Regions from separate parts of the Sus scrofa genome. Here regions 1 and 3 are each linked to region 2. A link is a contact called in public promoter capture Hi-C data. All regions are on one chromosome and are shown on one strand. Each heading gives the region's core, a stretch centred on a gene start, on an enhancer-like site or on the middle of the called end of the contact. The rest is flanking DNA. Distances are from core to core; before and after follow the strand shown.

Region 1 (3,002 bases), core at 206-2,705, 1.0 Mb before region 2:
ATCCTTTGACATAATAAAGATATTTAAGAGTTCCCTGGTGGCCGGATAGGTAAGGATCTGGCATCATCACTGCTGTGGCTTGGGTCACTGCTGTAGAATGGGTTGATCCCTGGCCTAGGCATATCTGCATGCCAGGGGCACAGCCAAAAAAAGGGAGCATATTTTAATATTTAATCCAGTTTAAAGTGGTGAGTTCTGCTTTTAGCAAAAAAAAAAAAAAAAAAAAAAAAAAAAATCCCATATAGTGTTGTGGCACTATTCAATCCCCAGCTCTGTGCTGAGTAATTCATTCCTTTAAAAAATGTTTTTATTTTATTTTTTATTTTTGTCTTTTGTCTTTTTAGGGTCTCACCCTCGGCATATGGCGGTTCACAGGCTAGGGGTCTAATAAGAGTTGTAGCCACCAGCCTACACCACAGCCACAGCAATGCCAGATCCTTAACCCATTGAACAAGGCCAGGGATCAAACCTCATGGTTCCTAGTTGGATTTGTTTCCGCTGCACCACAATGGGAACTCCTAAAAATGTTTTGGATCCAGCTGGATGCAGCTCGGATCCAGTGTTGCTGTGTTTGTGGGTTAGCCCTCATATGCATCTCGGATTCGACCCCTAGCCTGGGAACTTCCATATGCCGATGTTCAGCTCTTAAAAAAAAAAAAAATAAAATGTTTTTTGAGCATTATTTTGCCAGGCTCTGCTTTTGTCTCTGGAGAGACTTCAGTGAACAAACAAGCAAAGTCATGGGCTTCATGGAACGTAAAGTCTCGTGAAGCCTCCTGAGTAAAACAGGAGAATGTCAGTTCTGAAAAATGCTATGGAGAAATTTTAAGCCTAGTATATGGGCTGTAATGGAGGAGCTTCATTTATTTTTGGAAGGAAACCCAGACATACACTTGCACCTTCACTTCATCACCCTGCCCACTAGAGGTTGCTCTGTATCCACTCCCATGTGGGTATTAGCATTTTTATCCAACTCTGCCTGGGCTTCGCCTTTTCTTTTTTCTTCTTCTTCTTTTTTTTTTTTTTTTTTTTTTTTTTTTGCTACACCCATGTGGCCTGCGGAAGTTCCCAGGCCAGGGATCGAACCTGCGCCACAGCAGCGACCTGAGCCACAGCAGTGATACCAGATCCTTAACCTGCTGAGCCACAACAGGAACTCAGCCTTCACCTCTTCAGTGGCTGTCTTGCTTCCTTCCCAAAGACCTTACCCACTCCACACACAACTGCTCTCTCCCCAAACCTAAGATTTTTAGTGACCACTGCTTTTATCAACTCTGCGGCCGCTGCCTTTCCAGTGATGTCTCGGCTTCTACCTTTTAAAATCTTTCCAGGTCTCCTAGGATCTGAGCCCTTTTCTGCCGTACAGACATGAGTCTTGTTCCAAGATGGCCGCGCCCATGGTACTCCATAGCGCTTCCGATCTGAAGTACACAAAGGGCGTCGCCATCTTTCTTGGTTCCCCAGCAGGCTGAACGAGCCATGTTGGCCTTGGAGAGGCATCTGCCTCCGAAATCTTACATTTAGTACATCACTGCTGACTGTCCCTCGCAACCAGGAGGTGAAAGCTTTGAGGCGGTCAGGAACGATTTCTCCCCACAGCCGTGATGGCCCCGCCCATCCAAACGTCAATGTGGGCGGGGCCGTGTTACGTCACAGAGCGGAGCCCGCAGTTGGAACTCGGAAACCCCGGCAACGCGCCAAGGTTCTCGTGGGATTCCCCGGTCCCAGGTGGTCAGCGTCTCTAGGGACCGCAAAGGAGGGCGTCCGGACAGAAAGTGGTTTTCTGGTCGTGGGCTCAGCCTTTCGTCGCTCCCAGTGGTACCTGAAGAGGTTGAGATTAGGTGAGTTGGATTCTGGGCTTGGATTCGTGGTCTGTGGGGTTCTATGAAGCTGAGCGTGTGTAAAAGACCGTAGTTTGGATTTTATTTAGATTCAGCCCCTGAGCGTTTGTGATGGAGCCTTTAGTAATCAGTGATTAAGAGTCTGAAGAAATCGTCGGCCGAGAGTCCGATTGGCACTATTTGAGGTCTACTTGGATCACTCTGCTTAAGAGACTCAGTGGTTGAAAAAGCGGTGGAAAGTTTGAACGCGGTGTCTGGTCTGGGTTCCAGATGTAACGTGGGACTCTGTTGAAGTCCGGGTTAGCGGGATGTCCTTGTTGGTTTCTTGGGCATGTCTGGAGTTTAATGTGGCATTTAATATAGGACTCAGTCAAGAGACTTGTGCCTGGCGCGCTCACTATTTGGGGAGGTTCAGGGCCCCCTGGAGAATCTGTAGGCTGGCTTAGGATCAGACTTTGAATGCGGGGAAACAGGCTTGAGGGCTGCATTTCTCCAGTTCATTCAAATACAATTCTCTCCTTCAAGTCTGCCCTCAAGGACTTGACTAAAAATTTTTTTTCTCTCTCACACTGCCGCGTTCAGCGCTGCAGGGCAACGGGGAAATCCTGGACTGTGGGGTCTAACAAAACACACGAGACTCTTTTACAGAAAGAAAGTGGGGGACCAGGAGGCCCTCCGTTCCACAGAACAGAGGCGCCTAGGCTTTAGTCCTCATGACTTGTATTAGGGAAGGTGACGTAGGTTCCTGAGCAAAATCAGGTGCAGGCAATGACAAAGCCATCTCTGAGTGAATAACAGAGGAAACGACTAGCAGCTAGTGACAGGTGCATCCCTCCAGGGCATCGTGCAGCTGCTCCTGGTTCATGTATGACTCCCTTATCTTGCGTTTGAAGGAGACCCTGTACCTGAGAACTCTGCGTCAGCAGTCCTTAGCTTGCTGTGCTTTTGCATGTGCGCCAAGTTTGCCTTCTGCAGAGTTCAGCAGTTCCGTGGTCTCCAACAAACAGCTCTGTAAGAAACTGCTGAACTGTCTTCCAAAGTGGCTGTACCGTTTTGCCATCGGCAATATGTTAGAGGGCCTATTGCTTCATATCCTCTGCAGCATTCGGTGTTTCCGTTTTTGAGTTTTGGCTATTCTAATAGATGGGCAGTGGTATCTCA
Region 2 (2,723 bases), core at 204-2,703:
ATCAAACATCTGGAAACACAAAAGATAGAAAACCTACAACAAATAAACCAGGGAGATCATAGAATATAAATATTTAAAAAACAGCGTTTGTAGGTACAAAACCCAATCATTTACAAGTTACAGTGCAGAGAACTATAATTAGAAAAGCATAACCTGAAATGAAATAAACCAATTGTGAGTAAATCTAATAAAAACTTGTAAAACTTATGTGAGAAAAACTATAAACATTCCTGAAATATATGCAATATGTATAAACAAATGGAAAACCACATCATATCCTGGGTAAAAAAACCCTCAACATTATGATGAGGTCAGTTTTCAAAGCTAATTTATAAACTTAATCTGTTCCTGATATAGGCACTCAATTTTGTGTGTGTTTTGTTGTTGTTTGGTTGTGCCTAAGGCACGTGGAATTTCCTGGGCTCGGGATGGAACCAAGCGCCACAGCAGCGGTTCCGGCCACAGCGGTGACAATGCCACTGCTTAACCCACTGTGCCACAAGGGAACTCCGACACTCAGTTTCTGAAGCCTGCAATGTTACAGAAAAATCATACAGAATAAAGAAAAAGAACAGCCACAAGAGAAGAGGGCGCGGCTATCCGTAGGAGACATTTCTGATTGAGAGAGATCAGTGACATTAAAAATTGAGAAACATACCATAGTGCATATGAGAAGTTAATAAGCAGCAAAACCTACAGCAGAGATGTTGGTATTTGGGAAATGGAAATTCCTATCACAATGACAATAAATGGTCTTATTCGTCATATACTGTGACGAGATACAGGTCAAAGGGTAAAGAAAAATTAAAATGTTTGCATTATTTAATAGCGGTATTCTCAAAAGCCTGACTGTAGTCAATTGCTTGCTCGTGTCTCCAAAGGAGTTCCTCAGACAATGACAGGTTTGGGGTTGAAAGTTTTCCCAGTGATTTCTTATGCCTCCAAGTGTATGGGGAACAGAAGGGAAAGTTATGTTCTGAAGAAAAGGAGTATAACATTGCAAATTCCGCACAGAAACAATTTTGCACTTCCTGCCACGCTCGGATTTCCATCAGCCACTCTAAAATTGAGGCTTTCGCTTCATTAAATAAGGAGCCACAACTGCCCCGTGTCTCAGAAATTCCCGGATCCAGCCCCGCCCCCCAACTTCGTGCCGCGCCCCCAGGTCCCAGCGGTCCCCCTGGTCGCAGCCTCGCGGCTCCGAGCATCCGCGTCTTCTCCGCTCGGTGTTTTCAGCCAAACCGTTCTCAACTCTCCGGTTCCAACATTAGTGGCCCGCGCGTCTCTAATTCTGCACATGGCCTGGTTCTAAAGGACACGAGACCCATTCACAGGATCCAAAGCAGAGAAGCAGAGCCTCTCCGAGAGAAAAAGGCCAGACCTGCCGCCCACCAGCAACCTCGCTGCCCCGCCCTGCCAACGACCCAGACGCGCCCCTGGCGGCCCTGCCCTGGTGCGCACGCGCGGGTCGCTTAGACCCGGAAGCGGTTCCTGAGAAACGACGGGCGCACGGGGGCGTGTGCGTCTCGGAATTTTGGTTCGTTACCGCGCTATGCGCAGGCCCTGCTTCTCCACACCCAGCTTGCGGGGTCTCTCGGTAAGTTATATTCCCTGAAGGCGCCGGCGCTTAGGTTCCTCCCTTTTCGGCTCTCGCGGCGACGCCGGAAGACTTCGTGTGTCGGGAGTCTGGGTCTGACGCTGGTAAAAATCACTCCCGCGCAGGCCGGCCCCGGTGTTCTGCCTTCGGTCCGTATAGAAACTCACCTCGGGCGGCCTGTTTGCTTCTGGACCCTTTCTCAAACCTTTGTCTGACTGCCGATTCAGCAGCCCCCACCCCCACCCCTCCGCCCAGTTCCACCCTGTAACGACCTCACTCGGGAGATGCGTAAGCGCCCGACTTCTCCTTCCAGGGAGAGCAGAGAGGGATACAGAGGTAGATATATATGCAGTGAGTGAGACGTCAGAACCTGTGGGGAGAAACAGCGACAGGGATGGAAACAGATTGGGACCACACAGTCTGCTGGAGGAGGAGGACTAGAGAGGGAGGGAGACAGAATGAAGAGTAGAAACAAAGGAGAGAAGCAGAAGGACCCAGAGAGACGTATATAGAGAACCAAGCACATAATGGTGGGGAGAGGGGGGAACCCAAATCCAGGGTCATCAGTATCGAGTTGATTAAATCTGGAGAATTAAGCTGTGACGAACTAACTAGGGTCTCTGTAAGCTAATTTATTTAAAATTTGTTTACTTCTTACAAGTACGCAGAAGAGAATGACCGTTGCAACAGTCGGTATTTGAGAGATCTCCATTTTCGAATAATTGCTTCAGATGATGACTTCATTTGCAACCCAAATGCCTCTGGAGGGCGGAGACTTAGCTCAGTCTGTTCCAGGTCATTCTCTTCCCTTCCAAGAAATGGGGGAAGAATTTCTGTCATCAGATAATGCAACTGATTGGTTATCACGTATGTAGCTGCTTGTTGTGGGATCTCAGTTCCCAAACCAGGGATTGAACCTCAGGTTGAGCAGTCAGTCCTAACCACTAGTCCACAGGGGAGCTCCCCCACATGGTGCTTTTTAAAACCGCCTTTATTTTTTAAAATATATTTTATGGAAGTATTGTTGATTTACAGTGTTGTGTTAATTTCTGCTGTACTGCAAAATGATTCAGCTATACATACATATACATTTTTGAAAGAAATAGTCTTTTCCATTATTTTCTTT
Region 3 (2,990 bases), core at 383-2,882, 1.0 Mb before region 2:
TGTGGCCCTAAAAAGCAGAAGGGGGAAAAAAAAAAGGATCACCTTGCCTGTTCTAAGATGAGATCATACAGGTCAAGGATACAAACAGAGGCAATTCTCGTATCTCAAGTTTGAGATTGGGTCAGCATAATAATGAGAAATCATAGTGAGAAAATGGAACTGACTTCCTGCTTTCACCTTTCGGTTACATGACTTTATCAGGTGCTTTCTGAGAACTGTAATGGCCGATGGGGGTTGAAGATACTTGAAGCAAGTAGGAGAACCTGACGTCTGATCCTGAGCCCATGTTCTCAAGATCCCCGTTTCCCCTGCGTGAGTGAGTGTTCTCACACAGGGCTGGGGTAAGGAGAGGAAGAGAATATGAGGGGGAGCAGGGCTAGAAATGGTTAGTAGGCTTGTAAATGTCTGGCAAAGACTTCTTGATGATGTGAAGACGACGCATGGGGACTGTGAGAAAACTAGCTCTCTGAGGTCATTTTTTGCACAGGACTGTTCGTATTAGTGCCATCTGCAGTATTCAAAAAACTGGAAACCACTCAAAGGTCCACCAGCTGGTGAATGATTCATCTCATTTTGGAGTATCCAACACTGGGATACTAAGCAACAAAAAAGTCTGAACCACTGTCGCTTTAAAGCTGATGCTTTTTAAAAACATTCCTGCTATGTGAAAGAAGCCAGCACATATTGCTCATTTTATTTTTATTTATTTTCATTTCCCTGTCCCCCGGGGATTTGGAGTCCGAGAGCCAGGGATCAGATCCCAGCCACTGTTGCATCTTAAGCTGCAGTTGTGGACAAACCTGTGTCCCCGCACTCCCAAGAGGTGGCCAGTCCCCATGCGGCACAGCAGGAGCTGCACATACTACTAATTTTATGGAAAGAACGCAGACTGATCTATAATGGCACAAGGCAGTTCAGTGCTAGAAGGTAGCATGTTTTGCATTTGGGCAGGGTGAGGACCAAGGTTGAGTAAAGGCTCACAACGTCCACTGTTTCTGCTCACTTTGTGATCGCTGCATCCCCCGTACTATCACTTTTTCAAACCTCGGGTCTTCCCCTCACACTTTCGCCCGCCAGTTCGCAGCAAGCATTTGCTCTGCGGTACGGACAATTTCCTCCAAGATGGCCGCGCCCATGATGCTCCAGTTTAACGGCGCAAACCGTAAAGGACACACTGCGCCACCGTCTTTTTTTTTTTTTTTTTTTTTGTCGCGTATACGATAGTTTTTATAGAGCCTTCTTTTTCGAAATTAACCAGTGATGGAGATGTCCAGAGGTAGTTTTAATTTTTGACCGAGCAGAGACGTCCCAGCCGTCTGAGGATGTACGCCGCGCCCTTTTGGTCGTGGTGGGCTTCGGTCTTAGAAAAATTTGCGCCCTTCACAGTCCCCTTACAGCTAGCAACACCTGTCCATTCAAACGACTCTACCCCCACGTCATGTTTGTATTGTGTGAACTCGAGCCTCTGATAATCTCCCCGTTTTCCGTGAAGGGCTGAAGTGCCGGGAAACTGGAGAGTTCCAGCCACGGCCCCTGACAGTCTGGCTCGGCTTTCTGTACGTCAGGTGTGCAAAGATGGCGGCCCCCTCAGGGCTCCTAAGCAACGGCGGCGGCGCGCGTATATTACCTCATAAAGAAAAGCCGGAAACTCCCAATCCGTTCACCATAGAAACGCGATAGAAACGCTGTTGACCCGTGTCCGTTGGTCTCGGGAGAGGGGGCTGGGCGAGAGGACCAGAAGTGAAAGAAGTTTAGCGAAGTAAGTTAGGCCCGGAAGAGGTCGCTGCAGGTTCAGGAGAGAACCAGGTCGGTGTGAGGGTCGGTCTGTAGAATAGGCGGGGACGGGGACGGTCTGTTGGCCTTTCGGTGGGTTGTGGCTCTTCTGAGTCCGTGAAGGTAGCTTGGGGATGGTGGTTTTTTGGCTTTGGTTTTTTGGGGTTTTTCGTTTTTTTGGAAAGGAACAGGGAAGAGTCTGTGCTGGATGTTGTGATCGGGGCGTCTTTGGGGTCCATCAAAGGGGACTCTGGTGGTTAACGATTAAACGTCTGAACAGATGAAGCTGTCCTGAGGTCAGCGTTCAGGGTCTTCACGGGCCACTCTCCCTGCAGGTGACTGACACCTGGTTGGAGGGGCGGGGGGCGCTTGTCGAATGATTGCGGCTTCTTGTTCAGGGTCTCGAAGAATTTGGAGCCCGAAGGTCGAAGAACCGTTAAGGAGGTCCGCGTGCGCGTGTATCAGGTCTGGTTTGGTCTTAATCCGGTGGGGCGGTTATCACCGTCTTTTGTGCCGAGAGGTGGGACAGCAGAAGGTCTGGAGGCTGGGGAGTCCTGGTAGGTGCGTACGTTGAGCTCAGACTTTGGCAGCTGGGACAGACTTGAAGGTTAGTTAACATTTCTTAAAAGCTTCAGGTCCAAGTCTCTTTCTTCACCAGCACCCATTTTTCTCCTCCCTTTTGGCTCCCTCTATCACCCATTCTTTTGAATCCAAAGAAATGAAGAAAGTTTGGGGGAAGATGAACGATTTTGCATATTTAAATATAGTAAGCTTTTAAATTAGATTTCTATTGTAAATTGACTGATTTCATTTCAGCTTCTATATGCGAATATATAAAGGCTGCTGTTTTCCCAGTGCGTGTGTGTGTGTGTGGTGTGTGTGTGTGTGTACACACATATTTGTCTTTTTAGGGCCGCAACCTTGGCATATGGAGGTTCCCAGGCTAGGGGTCAAATTGGAGCTGTAGCTGCCCACCTACACCACAGCTCACAGCAATGCCAGGTCCTTAACCCACTAAGCAAGGCCAGAGATCAAACCTGCAACCTCATGGTTCCTAGTCAGATTTGTTTCCACTGTGCTACAATGAGAACTCCTCTTTGTGTGTGTGTGTGTGTGTGTGTGTGAGTGATCGTGGTTCTCATATTGAAGTGTGCATATAAACAGGGTGTACGAGCATTTTTTTAAAGGAGGTATGAGAGCAACAAAGTTTAAAGGAA

What was found. Promoter capture Hi-C pulls out the DNA fragments that hold promoters and counts their contacts.
Region 1: a promoter capture Hi-C map of fetal skeletal muscle shows a contact between it and region 2, with 4 times the contacts expected there. The contact joins the promoter of ZNF614 here to the promoter of LOC102158906 in region 2. A contact is called at or near these places in 2 of 5 promoter capture datasets (fetal liver and fetal skeletal muscle) and 1 of 47 Hi-C or Micro-C datasets (embryonic fibroblasts).
Region 3: a contact with region 2 is called in a promoter capture Hi-C map of liver, with 5 times the contacts expected there. The contact joins the promoter of ZNF432 here to the promoter of LOC102158906 in region 2. A contact is called at or near these places in 2 of 5 promoter capture datasets (fetal liver and liver) and 1 of 47 Hi-C or Micro-C datasets (embryonic fibroblasts).

Annotation. Positions count from the first base shown.
Region 1 is chr6:58,133,396-58,136,397 of Sscrofa11.1, reverse strand. ZNF614 (zinc finger protein 614) reads left to right here and starts at 1,455. Exons shown (of 3, transcript XM_021097260.1): 1 at 1,455-1,841.
Region 2 is chr6:57,128,005-57,130,727 of Sscrofa11.1, reverse strand. It overlaps LOC102158906 (protein ZNF738-like), which reads left to right and starts at 1,453. Exons shown (of 8, transcript XR_002345350.1): 1 at 1,453-1,597.
Region 3 is chr6:58,151,333-58,154,322 of Sscrofa11.1, reverse strand. It overlaps ZNF432 (zinc finger protein 432), which reads left to right and starts at 1,632. Exons shown (of 5, transcript XM_021094922.1): 1 at 1,632-1,759.